Regions from separate parts of the Mus musculus genome. Here region 2 is linked to region 1. Evidence: chromatin contacts called from public HiChIP or PLAC-seq data. All regions are on one chromosome and are shown on one strand. Each heading gives the region's core, a stretch centred on a gene start, on an enhancer-like site or on the middle of the called end of the contact. The rest is flanking DNA. Distances are from core to core; before and after follow the strand shown.

Region 1 (7,757 bases), core at 4,925-7,424:
TATGCACTGTGCATGTCTGTCTGTGTGTGCAGCCAAAAGAGCTAGATCCCCAGGAGCTAGAGTTCCAAGCACTTTTGAGTTGCCCAAAGAGTGCTGAGAACTGAACTCTAGTCCTCTCACAGAGCTCAACTAGCTCTGACTTGTTCAACTAGCTCAGACTCGCATTTCTAAGTACAAGACCCAACAGTGCCACATCTAAGAGTACCACCATGCCTACATGCTACTTGCAACATAAGAAACTTGCAGACAATCAAACTACCCAGCAGCTCAATTGGAAGACCAGAAAACAACAGTTACAGAATGGTGAACTGTGTTGTGTGTGGTGCAACCAGCAGGGTACCAATGATCACTAAAATATGGGAAACACTGACTGACATAGGAGCACTTAGGAGTCCTTGACACCACCAGATGCCCAGAGAAGCAAGTCAGAAGGTCAAAAGAACGATGATGGTGGAACATTCTGGAAGTTTTAGGAGTGCTCAAACATGAAAGCCTGCAGTCTAGCAAGCTAGAGACCCTTGCTGATTGTCCAAACATGCCTGATCCCAGCCCTCGAATGGGCTCTGCAGCACATCCCAATGAACAGAAACTTCCATTTCTCAGAGCTCTGGATACACTCCTGAAATGGGTTCAAAAAGCACCCCAGTATGAAGAGAAGGCCTGGGTCATATAAGCCACTGCCTCCTTAGCCAGGATCCCCACACTGGGAATTTGACTGAATCAAGAATATCTTTTCTTTGTTGCTATTTTTTACAGCTGGACCCAGCTTTGCACATGCTAGGCAAGTGCCCTAGTGCTGAGTCACAGCCCCGGCCCAATCAGAGGAATCTTAAACAGTGCTCCCTCAAAGGTGAACCCTCCCAGAAACAGGTGCACAAGAGGACTCGTGAAGAAGAGCGGCTTGCTGGCAGGAGTCCCTGATTGCCCTAACTCACAGCAGTCCATTTTATTTTATTATTTGGGCTTCCCTGTAAGACTAGGTTTAAAGAAAAGGCTCTGCTACAAAGGAAAGAGCAGTGACTGAAGCCCACACCATATAGGGTCCTTCCTTGCTGTTACAGTGGACTGTCCTTACATCTGTATTTCAAGTACAACAGTTCTTCTCAAATTCAGGGCAGCTGAACTTCTGCCAGCAGCTCCTTGGGTCAATGCAGGAATGACTAGAGAGGACGTCCTATAAGCACGAAGTCAGATGACCATGACTTTATGAATGAGAGGGACAGGCAGCCAGGTGAACAGATGAAAAGCACCTTGAAATCCAAGGTCAAGAAAACTAACGAGTAGGCTAACAGCAAGAAACTAGCTGATTTTTGAAAAGTTATAGGACACAAAAGAAGAGGCATGAGTTAGGGGAGCACAGCAGATGCCCCTGCGTCTGCACGGAGGAAAGAGGAGGACAAAGGGACAGGCGTGCAACTCGAGGTCCAACTTCAATGACAGCATCAAACCTGATGCATGGAGATGCACTGAACTGGACCACGTTCTCAGAAGCAGGTGGGATTCCCCAGAACAACAACATTTACCAACTTCTTCACCCCACCCTTCTTGAGAGCCCCGCATCCTAAGGGTCATATATAGTATAAAGAGCCACTCTTGGGACATCCCAAGGGAAGCCTGTATGCAAAGTGGAGCTCAGGGTGTCAGGAGGATGTATCATGCTCACTTCTGTTGACTAGCATGGTTCAAGCATGTCTTGCTGCTCCTGCCCTTCCCCCACCCCACCCCACCCCGCCCCCTCCCGTGCCCTTCTGGACCACCATCTGGCTGGCACTCCACATCAAACAGCCTTCCTTTCCTCAAACACCGTGCAGCCTTCTAAGAGTCTCCGGGGCCTTCCTGGAAGTTGGTAAGACTGTCTCTGCCAGGCAGGTACAGGTCTTCCAACTAGATTCCACTCTAAGCAACAGCCAACTTTCTCTTACCTAGAAATCCGAACAAGTGGAAAAGGGGGTACACACCCCTAGCCAACTTCTAGCCCAGCATGGGACATCCATGACAATGGACCCATGTAGAAAAGAGTTGTTGTTTGAATGATAATGACTGAATGAAATACTAAAAATTTCTGAACCCAAGGTTGGCAGGAAAAGAATTACTGAGATCAGCTTGCAGCATCTGACTCCAACCAGGGGGTGCTCCAGAGTGTGCCAAGCATTTACCATCTGCACACCTTGACTAGCCTTGAAATTGGATTTTACTCTGAGCTTCACCATAAATGTACACGGACATGTGACTTTGGAAAGTCACTAAAGCCATTTGCCTTTTCATCAACAAAACAAGGTAATAAGCCTTGTCTATCATTGCCTGGGGACTGCTGGAGGGTAGTGCCAATGAGCTTGTATACAGGAGACCATTGTATAAAGTGCCCGGTGCAGGGGGTTATTATATCTAAGGATTATAGTCCTTCTCCACAAAAAGTGGCCCTGAGGCATGACACAAGCCAAGAGAGGCTTCCAGATCACCAAGAATTAGCCAAGTGTGGGGTTGAGCGGCCCTCAGATCCCATGACGCGGAACAAGACGAGAGCTTGGGTTTCCTGTCCCGTCATTAGGGAGAACAGTGCATATCTCATGTCTTCAGTAGTTCTTTCTGATCTTTCTCAGCACAATGTCATACACAACACAGCCCTGACACCTGAACTCTCAAATACTGCCAAACAGGCTTCCTAAGTGACATGATATGGCCGACCACTTGTTCCAGGCATTGGGGGGACAGAGAGAAGGTTGATGTCACTGCTGCCAGGGATGCCACTCACAGGGGACATGCCAGCTGGCAAAGGGTCTGCAGGCGATCTTCTCTATCACCTCATCAGTCCACCATTTATATTCTCCAAACTGCAAGGCTCTGTTCAGTCGCGCATCAAGGAGAATAGCAGAAGCAGCAGCAGCAGCAGCAGCGAATACAGACGCCACCAACTCAGTCCTCATCTCATCCCTCACCTCCCGTGCTCAGAAGGCTCTCAGAAGGCTCTGGCTAGCCTGGGGCTATTTTAGGCCCTAATTTTTACCTGTGGGGCAGCTTCTGGTTTCCCTGTTTTGTGGCAAGCCCCATGTGGTGGTTTATCTTGCCTGCCAACCACTAACTCCAAATGCATTTCTCCCCCTTTAAGTTGTTTCCAATTCTAAGGCAAGGGCTGAAGAGGGGACCTTCAATAGTAAGTATTCATACTGAAAGATAAGACTCAACAATGAAAACAAGCCCTGCTTCCTGGTGCTGGGCACACACTTGTGTGCTGGTGGCAATCTGCCCACACTGATCTAAGTCTGAAAAGCTCCCGGCTTCCAAAATTAAGGCAGAACGCAGGCAAGGAAGTAGCTGCCTTAAAAGCACCAACACCTTTCTACATATAATCACTACCTGGTAAAAAGAAGTGTGAACCCCACAACCCAAAGCACTCATACACTCAAGGTCGGCACTGGGTTTCACAGACATGGGCATGTGCAGTTCGTGCATTCAGGTCACAGGTAAGAAACCTGAGGCAAAAGGGAGGTCATCAACTCTACCCCCAACAACCAGCACTGGTCCACTGGGCGATGAGAGCCAGTATGACTTCACTTCTCTATGATACCAAACGCTTCGCAGCTTAGTTATCATGAATTCACCGCTTCAAAGGTACAGGGCCGCAGGGAGCCTCTAAAGGCCAACAGCTAGCAAAGCTCCCGGCTTCACCAATGTTCTCCCTGCTCGGTCCCAATCCTTCACTGGGAGCAGCTACAACACTGGCCACACCCAACCAGGAAGACACCCCGCTCTCAAGGCTGACCACTTTCACCTTCTGCCTGTGTTCCCTCCAGTGCTGACCATCATCCACCATTACTACCTGCAGACAATGCTCAGCACAATCCTCTCTTCATTCTTCAGCTCCATGTCCTGCTACACTGGAACAGGACCTGACTAACAGTAACCACATGACTGAGGCCTCAAGGGGATCGGACCTCTGAGCACCTCTTCTATCACCACCCCTTTAGAAATAGGTAAACTGACTCACCAAATAAAGAACTACACAAAGTCAAGTTGGACTGTCTCCCGCATACACGCTGCCTAGCTGGCCTTTTTCCCTTTGTTTTCCTTCCATTTCTGTCCTCTGAGTTTCAGGGAGTCTGGATACAGGCACATATAGTACAATGTCCCTGTCTATGATCTATCTCCCTGGGACTGGGAACAATTACTAGAAACCAACAGGCTTTATTTACAGAGAGCTCCATGTGCCTTGGTCCTCCTTCCCAGTGTCACCAGCCTGCACTCAACCACCACCTCCTCTTCCCCTCAAGGGCCCCCAGAACCAACAGGGGAAGTAGGTTGCTAATGGCAACAGCCTTGGGAGCAAGGTGAGACCTCACCAGTATGCTGCTGAGGCTAGGGGGGAAATTCTGAACAGCCTCTGGGGCCCTTTTCTGTCAGTCAAGCTAACCTCTTCCCTGCTCAGGACTCAGTTTCCTTGTTTGCAGAGAAAGGAACCATCTTTCATGATTCTAGTTAGAGGGCTCAGCCTGAAAGGGGGGTCCAACGAATCTAGCCTCTGGAGGGTGAGGTGAGGGCAGGCTATGAGGACTCAGCAGAGGACTGTGGAAAACCATGAAAGTCTCTCAATGTCCAGCTCAGCAACACCCCCCCCACACACACACACACACACATACACAAAAAGATGTCTGAAGCTGAGGGCACAGCCTGACAACCCTGCTCCAAAGCTGCCCGCAGTGTTGGTGCACAGTGAGTTAATCTGCAAAGCTGACAGAGGCACCAAGAGCCGTGGACGGAGGAGCTCCTCAGGAGGCAACCTACACTGGCAAAATGCTGGGAGGCCTGGTGGATCAGGACCGAGTCCAGGATAGGGAACAGAGCAGCCAGCTACACAAGAGGACTGAGGCTCATGGCCACTCGCAGGGAGCACCAGCTCTGAGATGTGGCTAGGCGCCACTACATGGGAAGGCCCATCTTTATTATTCTCTTTAGCAAAGCACAAAAGGTGCTTGTCTCCTGCCTGGTTTCTGAGACTACTGACAGCACTCACTGTGCAGTGATACCACCGCCAATCGTGCAGTTCCAGCGGTGAGCCAAGGAAGAAAGCCTGCACCACACTTGCCCTGCCCCCTTCTTCCACACCCAGGGACAGGGCGGCACAAAGTAGAGCCACACTCACCTGCCCTCGTGTGCTAAAAACTTAAGGGGGATGAAAAGTCTGAAGTGTCAACCCCACTCCATCCAGCTTCAGGAATCAGGGTGCAAACTGGTCAATAATGCACAGGCTGACTTTAAAACACTTCCTTTATTCTGTCATTTTGTGAGAAGACAACAGCCTAAGCACAAAAGTAACTCAGGTATGCAGGAGGTCAGACACACTAGGGACAGGAAGGATGAAAGCCATCCTGGCCGGGCGTGGTGGCACAAGCCTTTAGTCCCAGCACTTGGGAGGCAGAGGCAGGCAGATTTCTGAGTTCGAGTCCAGCCTGGTCTACAAAGCCCAGGACAGCCAGGGCTACACAGAGAAACCCTGTCTCGAAAAACAGAAAGAAAGAAAGAAAGAAAGAAAGAAAGAAAGAAAGAAAGAAAGAAAGAAAGAAAGAAAGAAAGAGGGAGGGAGGGAGGGAGGGAGGGAGGGAGGGAGGGAAGGAAGGAAGGAAGGAAGGAAGGAAGGAAGGAAGGAAGGAAGGAAGGAAGGAAGCCAGCCAGCCAGCCAGCCAGCCAGCCATCCGTCCGTCCTGGGGAAAGGTAGCTGTCTCTGCTAGTCTGCCTGCCTGTGCCCAGGCCAGACAGACTCAAGAAGTACTCACAGCAATGCCCAAAACAGCCCAGAAGAAGAAGAGAACCCTTTGGGGGAGCTGTCTCCTGCCTGGAGTGCAGCACACACAGCTACCCAGAAGACATACGGCAGGCCAACTGGTCGGCGCTATTTAAGATCTGTTCTTGCCCATGCCAGTCCACTGGCCCCCTCTGCCACACTCTCATTCTGAGATGAACTCATACTGCCTTGGTCACTTCACTTCCAGCAGCTACCCGTGGCTAGAAGCTTTGAAGGAAGTGTTAAGCTGGAGACAAGCTCCAGAAAATCATCTCAGGAGTGAGCATCTGCCAGTCTCTCTCCCGGAGCCTCCAGTTTCCAGACAGAAGAGACGGTTGCACACAAAACTGTACCAGCTCTGCAAGAAAAGCTCTGGCCTCTGCACTCTAGTACAACAGGCAGTACCAGTGGCAAAGAGCCAAGCAGCATGCAGGGGACTGCAGGGAGGCAAAGCAAGGCCAAGAGGGAAGGGAAGGAGGGGGAGGGGGGAAACAGAGGGAGGGAAGGAGGGAGAGAGGGGGAGGGGGGAGTCAGAGGGAGGGAAGGAGGGTGAGAGGGAGGGAAGCAGGCAGAGTGGTAGACAGAAGACAGTAGGAAGGAGGGGCAGAAAGGGGACAGGGAATGAAAGAACCCTCCTGCCAACCAAGCTCCACCCCCAATAATGCAAATAGACCCTCCTCCCACCTGCTCTCCTGGACCCTCTACATCCCTCCTCTCCCCACCCCCACCCAGACACAGCAGCCCTGCAAAAAGAAATCTGCCCTGCACCGCAGCCCCTTCCTCAGCTCCTGATCCTGGTTTCCCTCGCCCACTCTAGGACCCCCACACTGGTCAGCAGTAGAGAAGACTAGGAGATCACGATGAGCAGACAGCAATGGGAAGGCAAGGCAGTGGACTGTGAGCTCCAGCACCCAGAACCACCTCAGCTCACAGTCTGGCGCCTCAGTAGCTGAGGGCCACATGATAGGTATCTGCTCAGCCTGGGATTCCTGCAAACCACATGGAAGTCTCAGCCAGGTAAAAACACTGGGCTCTGCTAGTCTCCTGAGATACACTTTTAACCCTTTCACTTTCGGGTTATGTCAAACATCTAAATTGGGAATCCTAGCTCCCTCACTACGGGCATATCAAAGGTGGGTATTCAAAGCAGCACTTATTTAAAAGGGCAATGCAAATTGTCCCACAAACCTAGGCACTGACACACACCTCAACCATAGTCTACCACAACCAAGGACTGGAGTGTGAGAACCTGTCACCCTGCAGCCAACACTTGATGACCATGACAACCTAGCAATGTATGTGCTAGCTCTGAAATAAAACTGTCAAAAGACAAAGCCTCAATGTTGCCTGAGTCCTTTCCACAGATTAGTAAATCTTCTCTTGTCTCCTGGGTGCAGGTCCCCAAACCAAGGGCATTTTAAAAAGTACTCTGGGAGGGATGGCCAGCAGAGAGGTCACAGGCAAGCAATCAATAAATGGCCCGAGGCCAAGGGCCTCACCTCAACCCATTACTGATACTTGCCTACTGAGAGCACAGGCCTTTCTCTGGGAAAACCCAAACAGGACCCACTATCGTCCTCCTGGCTTTCCCCTGGCGTGACAAGCCCACACCGTAATTCTGCACACCAGAAGGGCAGCGGTGCTGCCAAGCCCGGTCTGCAAGGGTACATGCAGGGGGCACTTTTAAGGATGCAGAGCACCATGCTGAATTCTTCATACCTAGCCCCGAGGCCCTGCTCAGCCCTGCCTGCCGCTTGCTTCTAATGGCTGAAGACGTCAATGCTCAGAGAATTATCAAGGTCACTCAGAAAGCAAGGAGCCGCCACTCATTGCTGCCCATTCCCCAACATCAGAACAAGGGATAAGGGACGGAGGTAGCAGTCATGGACACCTGTTACAAAGCCAGCTTTCCTGTTAGTAACGGGCCTCTACGGCTGCAGACAATTTCTAGAGACTAAATCACACGTAAAAGTGAAAAGAA
Region 2 (7,228 bases), core at 1,468-3,967, 190 kb before region 1:
AGATCATGGGGCTTGGTGGTAAACACGTTCTCCCACTGAGCATCTCAGTCAGTATCCTCCAGGTAGGACATTTGTCACGATGACGATGACGATGACGAGGCCACTATTGGTGCATTACTATGGTTGTTAATGTTCCCTCTCTAATCCAGGATTTGGACCAGGGTCCTCTGCACTCAGTCTTCGTGCCTCGGCAGCCGTCTTTGCTCTGGGGCAGTTTCCATCTTTTCTTGTCCCCACAGCCTTTCCAGGCTTTGGCAACATTAGCTGGGTGCTTTGCAGACGGCCCCTCAGTCTGGTTTGTATGAGAATTTGCTCCTTGCTAGGCTGGGATCATTGAGGGCAAGAATAGCAGCACAATGAAGTCCCAGCCCACCAGGAGCAAGCACACAGCATCCCTGCTGGTGGGAGCCTCTCTGTCTGAGGAGAGTTCCCTGGGGACTGTTTCCCTCTCTGACTTAGGGGCAAGTCCCTAAAGCCACATTGCTTTCCCGAGCCAGGGAACAGAGGTGGGCGCAACCCACATCCTGGAGCGCCCCCGCAGCTGCTTCTCACGCCTGAGTCTCCTCTGAGGAAGACCTGCCCCTCCCCCACGGTATCTAGTCGAATCATCATGGAGTCCTAGTTGTTCTGCACATCGGGCTGTGATCCAGTCTACTTGTTTTTCACAGCGGAGCTAAGCTCACTAGCTCATGTAGCCCATACTCTTCAGTGACCATGCAGGCTAAGCTGTGCGCAGGCTTCTCCCCAGCTCCTGTGACGCCCCTTGAGAAGACTGCTCACAGGCACTCTGTTACTTACCCAGCGACCTCAGACAAGCCCAACTCTCAGGCCTCGATTCCCTAACTGGAGAGGCAACTTGATGAAACGTTCTAGAGCAGCGGTTCTGAACCTGTGGGTTGTGACCTCTTCCGGAGGTCGAGCATCCGATATCCTGTATATCAGATATTTACATTATGATTTATAACTAGCAAAATTACAGTTCTGAAGCAGCAACAAAATAATTTTATGGTTAGGGGTCATGACAACGTGCAGAAGAACTACTGGTCTAGGGTACAGAAGGGGCTGGTATTTATGCATTTCTAAATGTCTGGGCATCTCATCGCCTGAAAGAGAGCTTACATCCTTAATGGCTGTCTTCTTTATTTATGCTGGAAAGTGGCCTCTGAGCTGCAAGCCCTCGAGAACATCCTATGAACACAGTCTACATTTGTTTCCCATCTCAACCCCAGCAAGTATCCCTTCCTCATTCCTGGGCATTCCGGGGGGCATTCCAGGGGGCATTCCAGGGGGAGTTAGCTCTCCTCCTCTTCCTCACCCTTTTCTCCAGTGGCTGGACCAAAGGCCCACTGCCCTACTCAGTGCCCTTCTCGGACCTCTCACCGTCTGCCCACTGTCTTACCACATGTCTGTAAACGGATAGTGTCCCCCTAAAGTTACATGTTAGTCCCACCTCTCTGTGCTTCAGAATTGACCACGTTTGAAAAAGTCCTGGGAAGGGGTGATCAGGGCGGACTGAGGCCTTACACAAATGCGCTGCTCCAGTATGACGCTGCTGTTACAGAAAGAGGCCCGGGGATGCAAACTGCACAGAGACCTTGTGGAAACCACAGCAAGGACATGGCTGTGTGCAAAGCAGAGAGAGGCCTCAGGAGGCCCTGCCAACACCTCGATCACAGACCCAGTCTCCAGGGAAATCTATTCTGTCACTTAAGTCAACAGTGAGGGGGGATGGTTCGGTCACTAGTCAAGTGCTTGCCACACAAGCATAAGGGCATTAGTTCAGATCCTGGCATCCCTAGGCTTGTTTGTTTGTTTGGTTGGTTTGTTTTGTTTTTAAAGCCCTGTCCTTCTAATCTCGACACTGGGGAATCGGGGGAGGGGGACCCCAAGGGCTCACTAGGCAGCCAGTGTAGCTGAATCAATGAGCTGAAGGTTCAGTGGGAGTCTTGTGTCAAAAATTAGACAGTTGAGCCGGGCGTGGTGGCGCACACCTTTAGTCCCAGCACTCGGGAGGCAGAGGCAGGCAGATTTCTGAGTTCGAGGCCAGCCTGGTCTACAAAGTGAGTTCCAGGACAGCCAGGGCTATACAGAGAAACCCTGTCTCGAAAACAAAACAAAACAAAACCAAAACAAAAACAAAAAAGAAAGAAAACTCCTAGTAATAGACCAGGGGCTGATGACAGTGCTGGCAGCACCCCAAGCCTTTGCCTGCTCTTCCGCCCCAGTGTGAAGCTCTCCCAGGTGGGAACTGTCTGAATCTCTTCTGTGTTACAGCAGACTCTTGTACAGATCAGGGTGCCGCACATCTGCAGCGAATGTGTGGATTAGGAAGCCAGGCTGGGCCCAGTCCATAGCCTTCCTCAGCCCTGGCTTCATTTTCTGTCCTAGGACGCGTAATGCCACTGAACTCCCCAGAGAAAGTTATTTGTCCTTATTGTATGGGTGTGTGGTGTGTGTGTGTGTGTGTGTGTGTGTGTGTAAGAGAGAGAGAGAGAGAGAGAGAGAGAGAGAGAGAGAGAGAGAGAGAAGAAACCTTGAGCATCTCTCTCTCTTCCCCAGATCACCAGTGACTCAGCCCCGTGTGGCTCAGCAGAGCCCACTGCAATGAATGAAGTCCCCGTGAAACCCTGGTGGCCCAGCCCGCCTCCAGGTGGCTCACAAGGTTTCAGACCCAGGCTGTCCTGGAGGAGCCAGCCGGTCTGCTGACAGATGGCGTGGAGCCGGGAGTGGAAGCAGCTTCGTTAGTCCGTGTGGCTTTGGTGGGAATGGGATTAGCATAAGCACCCTGGGGCAAGTGGATAAGGCAAAGCTCCTTTAGTTACACTCAGCTTTTGTCCTCTGCCACAGCCCACAGCCCTCTGACAACTGGTTAGTCCAGCTCTCGGCTTAGGTGCGGCTGCAGAGACAGCATAGGGCCGACTGGGAAGGGTTGCACCTTGACCTCCTGATTGGCCTCACTAACTCTCTGTCCATCTGTCCCGCACCAGGCCAAAGCCCAGCAAAACAAGGGGCATTATCCTTGTTTGAGACAAGAAAAACTGATGGCTCCAAACAGAGTGACTTGCCCAAGGTGACCCAGCAGGAGGCTGCAGAGAAGGCTGGCTATGGGACTGACTGTAGCACCCTTCGCACCCTTGGGCAGCCTTCATCTTCTGCAAAGCCAGCTTGGTCTGGCTGCTTATCCCAGTCATTAGGAGCAAAGTGGAGCTGGCCCGAGTCCTCTGTGCTCTCTCCAGCTGTCAGGAGCAGCAGTCAGCTTTTCTGAAGAGTCCCTTCCACAGAAGACACAGCTCTGAACAGTTTATACAATGTATTTAAAAAAAAAAAAAAAAAAAAAAGGCTAAACTTCTGTCCTGGTCAAGTGTTAGGAAGAACTTATTATACCTTATCTTGGTTTCTGCAATTTTACTAATTTATCAGAATAAAGAACTCCCTACAGTCAGCCTTTAATTCCCAGCCCTCAAGAGGCAGAGGCAGGCAGATTTTTGTAAATTCGAGGCCAGCCTGCTCTACAGAGTGAGTTCCAGGACAGCCAGGGCTACACAGAGAAACCCTGTCTCAACAAAAACAAAAATAAACATAAACCAAAAAAACTCCTTACATGTCTTAAAGACTACAAAAAGATACGATTTCCCTCCCTCCCTCCCCCTTATCCCCCTCCCAGTCTTTCCCTCCTTCCCGTCTCTGCACTCTTGTGTCCCCAACCCAGACACAAGGAGCTTTTTGTATACACTGCAGAGTCAGAGTTACAGTATCTCAGTTAATCCTTTCAAAGTCCTTTGACGTATGTTGTATTACAAAGGCAGAAACTAGACAGGAAGTTGTTTCCCTGAGACCACAAGGTGCTGAGACACAGACCCTGTCTGCTGGGCCCTAACGCCCCTGTGTTTTCCCTTTATTCCCATGGCTGCCCACAGGAGACCAGAGTGAACAGAGTGGTGCAGCCCAGTGTGGAGACAGCAGCTCTGTGGCTCTTCCCTCCCCTCTCCTTCCCTCCCCAGGATTCTTGGGGGTCATGGTGTCTGTGAGCGTGGAGGGACATCATTCTGCCTAACTCAACAGGTTCGGGGCCCATTGAGTGAAGCAAGCAAGGCCTGTGGTTCGTAGCAAAGCCCGGCTGTGTCAAATTGTTTTTAATGCCCAGAGTAAATCACTCAGCCCTTAGGAAAGCAGCTGGCCCCATGCTCCCCTCCCATCTGTTCACGTCTGTCCCTCCCACCACACACCAGCCTGCAAAAAAAAAAAAAAAAAGCCCAGGCAAACCTGAAAGCCTTTATGTCAAAGTCGTCTCGTCGTCATCCTGCCAATTCCAAGTGCCCGGATTACAGGCACACCACCACGCCCAGCTCCACCATCTTCGCTCTTAACCTGTCTATAGAGATTCTCTCTCAGCCCTCTCCTAAGAACACCTTCTGGAAGGAAAGCCATGACTGGAGGACACTAAGCCAGAGCCCAGAGTGCAATAGGCAAAACTTTCATTCAGTGATGCCCGCCTCCAGCCAGCATCTGCATTGGGCCCGGCAGGCTGACCTCATGCCATCTCTGTATTGACAAGCATTGTCGATCGGAGCCCTCCACTGAGTGTCTCAACCCCAGGGAACGCCTTTGTCAGCTCCCCACGTGAGTTCCCGACACAGGCTGTCCCCAATCTCAGGAAGAGCCTGGATAATCTATCTCTCCAGCGGCTTTCCAACTGGGATTTACAGCTGAGCCTGTCACCACGGTCCTGAAGGCTCAATTACAGATCTGTACTCTGGGGCAGGGACCTGCCAGGATTTGCCAAGTAGACCCAAGGGAAAGCCACAGGTCCTGTCAAACCTGGGACCCCCAGAGAGAACAAGGTCACAGGGCTATGACTCTGTGTTTGGCCGACTCCCTTGTCACATTTGAGGAAACTGAGGTCAAACAGGGGAGTGGAGGGGCACTTTTAGAGCTTCTGCCCAGAAATGTGGGACTTGGTGCCATCGAGGGTAACTGCTGAACTGCCCATGAATTATGACTTCAATATTACCAACACAGGCTTCTTTATACGGCAAGAATGTCTGCTTCGGACCATGCTTTGAGACTGAAGTGGAAAGTAAAATCCCGTGCTTCTGCCGACAAAGACTGTGCTCTGTCCCCCTAACACACTAGCAATGTTTTGGCACAGCCCGAAACACGAAGTTGCAGCTTCGGCCATCTGTGACTGCAAAATGGAATCCTGTTGCTGCTCCTAGGTAGGAACTTTCTCTCCTCAGAGGTCTCCTGAGTCTCCAGGAGAGCCTCAAAATGGCCCTGCTATTGTAGATGTTAAGTTATCCTTACTGGATCGTCAGTCAACAAGGCTGGAGGGTGGTGCATGCTGCTGCCTCCATTGGCTGCCACAGGAAAACCATGGGCATCTCCCGGGATCCCAAACCACGTCCTCTTCTCCAGGAGCCACAGGAACTAGGTTGGGTGCCTTGACTCTTAAGTCCTAGGGAGACACAGAGAGTGGAGCCTCCCTGTTGTGACAAATGCTTATCAGTGACCGCTCAGTCAAGTCACCTCCCCTCTCTGAATCTGGACATCCTATGTGACAGTGACATTGAGGTGATGATGACCACTGGGAAGGTGATCGAACAAGGTCACATGGACACATCACCTGGCAGATAATAGGTGCTTGGTGCACACAGCCATCACTGTCCCCAGTTAATACAACATGGCATGAGGCTTTGAAACAAGTGGCTTATATGAGAAGTGACTAGGCTCGTTATGGACGCGAGAGACCAGCAAAGGGAATACCCTCCAGACAGTTTCTGCATGACCAGTCGGGCTCAGCCTCACAGAGGAATTCTGGGTCATAGCACAGAACACACCTCAAAGCTGTCCCTGCCAGATGGTGAGGAAGTCAGGCCATGCATCCACCAGTCATTGCCTAGGGCCTACTGCAGGAGGATAGATGCCAGCTCCCCGGTATCTTTCCTGTGTGCACAGGGCTCTGAGAGCCATAGAAAGTCTCCAGGGAGAATGGCAGGGTTGGCACATGGAAGATGTTAGATCAGAATGCTGAGAAATGGCACGCCCTAAAGGATGGAGCAGGAACTGCCAGCCTTTAACCCCAACACGTTTTCCTGACACCTGAAAGATGAGATACGAGAAGAATCTCTATGGACTGAAGGAGTAGAGAGAAAGGCAGAGATTGCTTGGGATCTGCCTAATGTTACCTTCACATTAACCATGTGACCTTGGTCAGTGCCACTTCTGGTGGGATTTCCTTTCCTGGCAAGCAGGGAGTCCAGCTGGCTATCAGAAGTTCCTTATGTCTTGGCTTGTTCATCTGAGCCTCGAAGTTTATCATCTCCAGGGCAGAACCTATGAGCTTCTCTCCAAAGCCAAGGATACTCAGGCTCCAGGGGGAAGCAACAGAACCAGTGGGTCTCTCCTGTGTCAAAGGCATCACTTGGTACAGCAAAGAGGACCTTTGGTTTTCACCAGAGACCCACTAAATCAGAAGCTCTGAGGGTGAGACCAGCACTCCGTGCTCTGCAAAGCCCGTGGGGAGTTCTGTCTCAGGCTCGCTCGGGTGTGAGTCCCAGACCAGGTGGGATTGGATTTTCTCTCATGTCTCCCAGACTCTCCTTCAAGCTGTCTGGCTGCAGGGCCAGCCCTGGATTTCACATCTCTCCAGAGTCTCACAGCTTCCCTCCCATGTCTCCTCCTCCCATCTGGTGCATCTGGGACTTATGAAAAAAAAAATCTCAGCTTAGGAGAGAGAAAGAAAATTATTTTGGAGTTCTAACAACTCTGGCAGAGCAGCTGGAAGCTTCGAGCAATCCTTTCTTCACCTACCCACTTCCCAGAGGCACCTAACACGGGTGTGGGGGAAGGGGGTGGGCTTCTCGTCAGCACTTTCTGAGGTGGGAGCTTTCCCTCTACATACCCACAGGCTCCTGGTCACAGCAGCAAATAGGAGGCTGGACCTGTGAAGGGCAGTAAGGAGGACACACCCTCTCTCCGAAGAGCTGGCTGCTCCATAAATGCCTGAAAGGAAGAACTCAGGCGAGGCCACTGAGCCAGACCCAGGCTCGAAAGCTTTCTAGCAAGCTCTCACACCGTGGCGTTCTCTGTAACAGCTCTTGGGATCACACTACTGTTTTGTCATTCTGGACAGTGACTGGCATTTTGAGTCATGCTTCCTTGTCTGCCCCAGATTTATACTGGGGTGCAGGAGAGGGAGTCAGACTTATTGCTATCCCTGAGCCACCCT

What was found. HiChIP or PLAC-seq counts read pairs in DNA pulled down with a chosen protein or histone mark.
Region 2: an H3K27ac HiChIP or PLAC-seq map of differentiating embryonic stem cells shows a contact between it and region 1, with 2.1 times the contacts expected there. The contact joins two enhancer-like sites. A contact is called at or near these places in 1 of 484 Hi-C or Micro-C datasets (embryonic stem cells), 2 of 115 datasets of contacts at active chromatin or transcription factors (differentiating embryonic stem cells and embryonic basal ganglia) and 1 of 9 other capture datasets (liver).

What each region holds. Positions count from the first base shown.
Region 1 is chr4:106,938,183-106,945,939 of GRCm38.p6, reverse strand. All of the region lies in intron 4 of Ssbp3 (single-stranded DNA binding protein 3), which reads right to left. Among named protein-coding and RNA genes, the nearest start is that of Ssbp3, 31 kb to the right of the region's middle. Within about 2 kb of position 6,174, at least 71 of the 459 cell types and tissues checked have an H3K27ac peak or open chromatin away from gene starts, as enhancers often do. A contact at or near this core is called in differentiating embryonic stem cells, where this site is marked.
Region 2 is chr4:107,124,035-107,131,262 of GRCm38.p6, reverse strand. No RefSeq gene overlaps it. Among named protein-coding and RNA genes, the nearest start is that of Cdcp2, 31 kb to the right of the region's middle. Within about 2 kb of position 2,717, at least 49 of the 459 cell types and tissues checked have an H3K27ac peak or open chromatin away from gene starts, as enhancers often do. A contact at or near this core is called in differentiating embryonic stem cells, where this site is marked.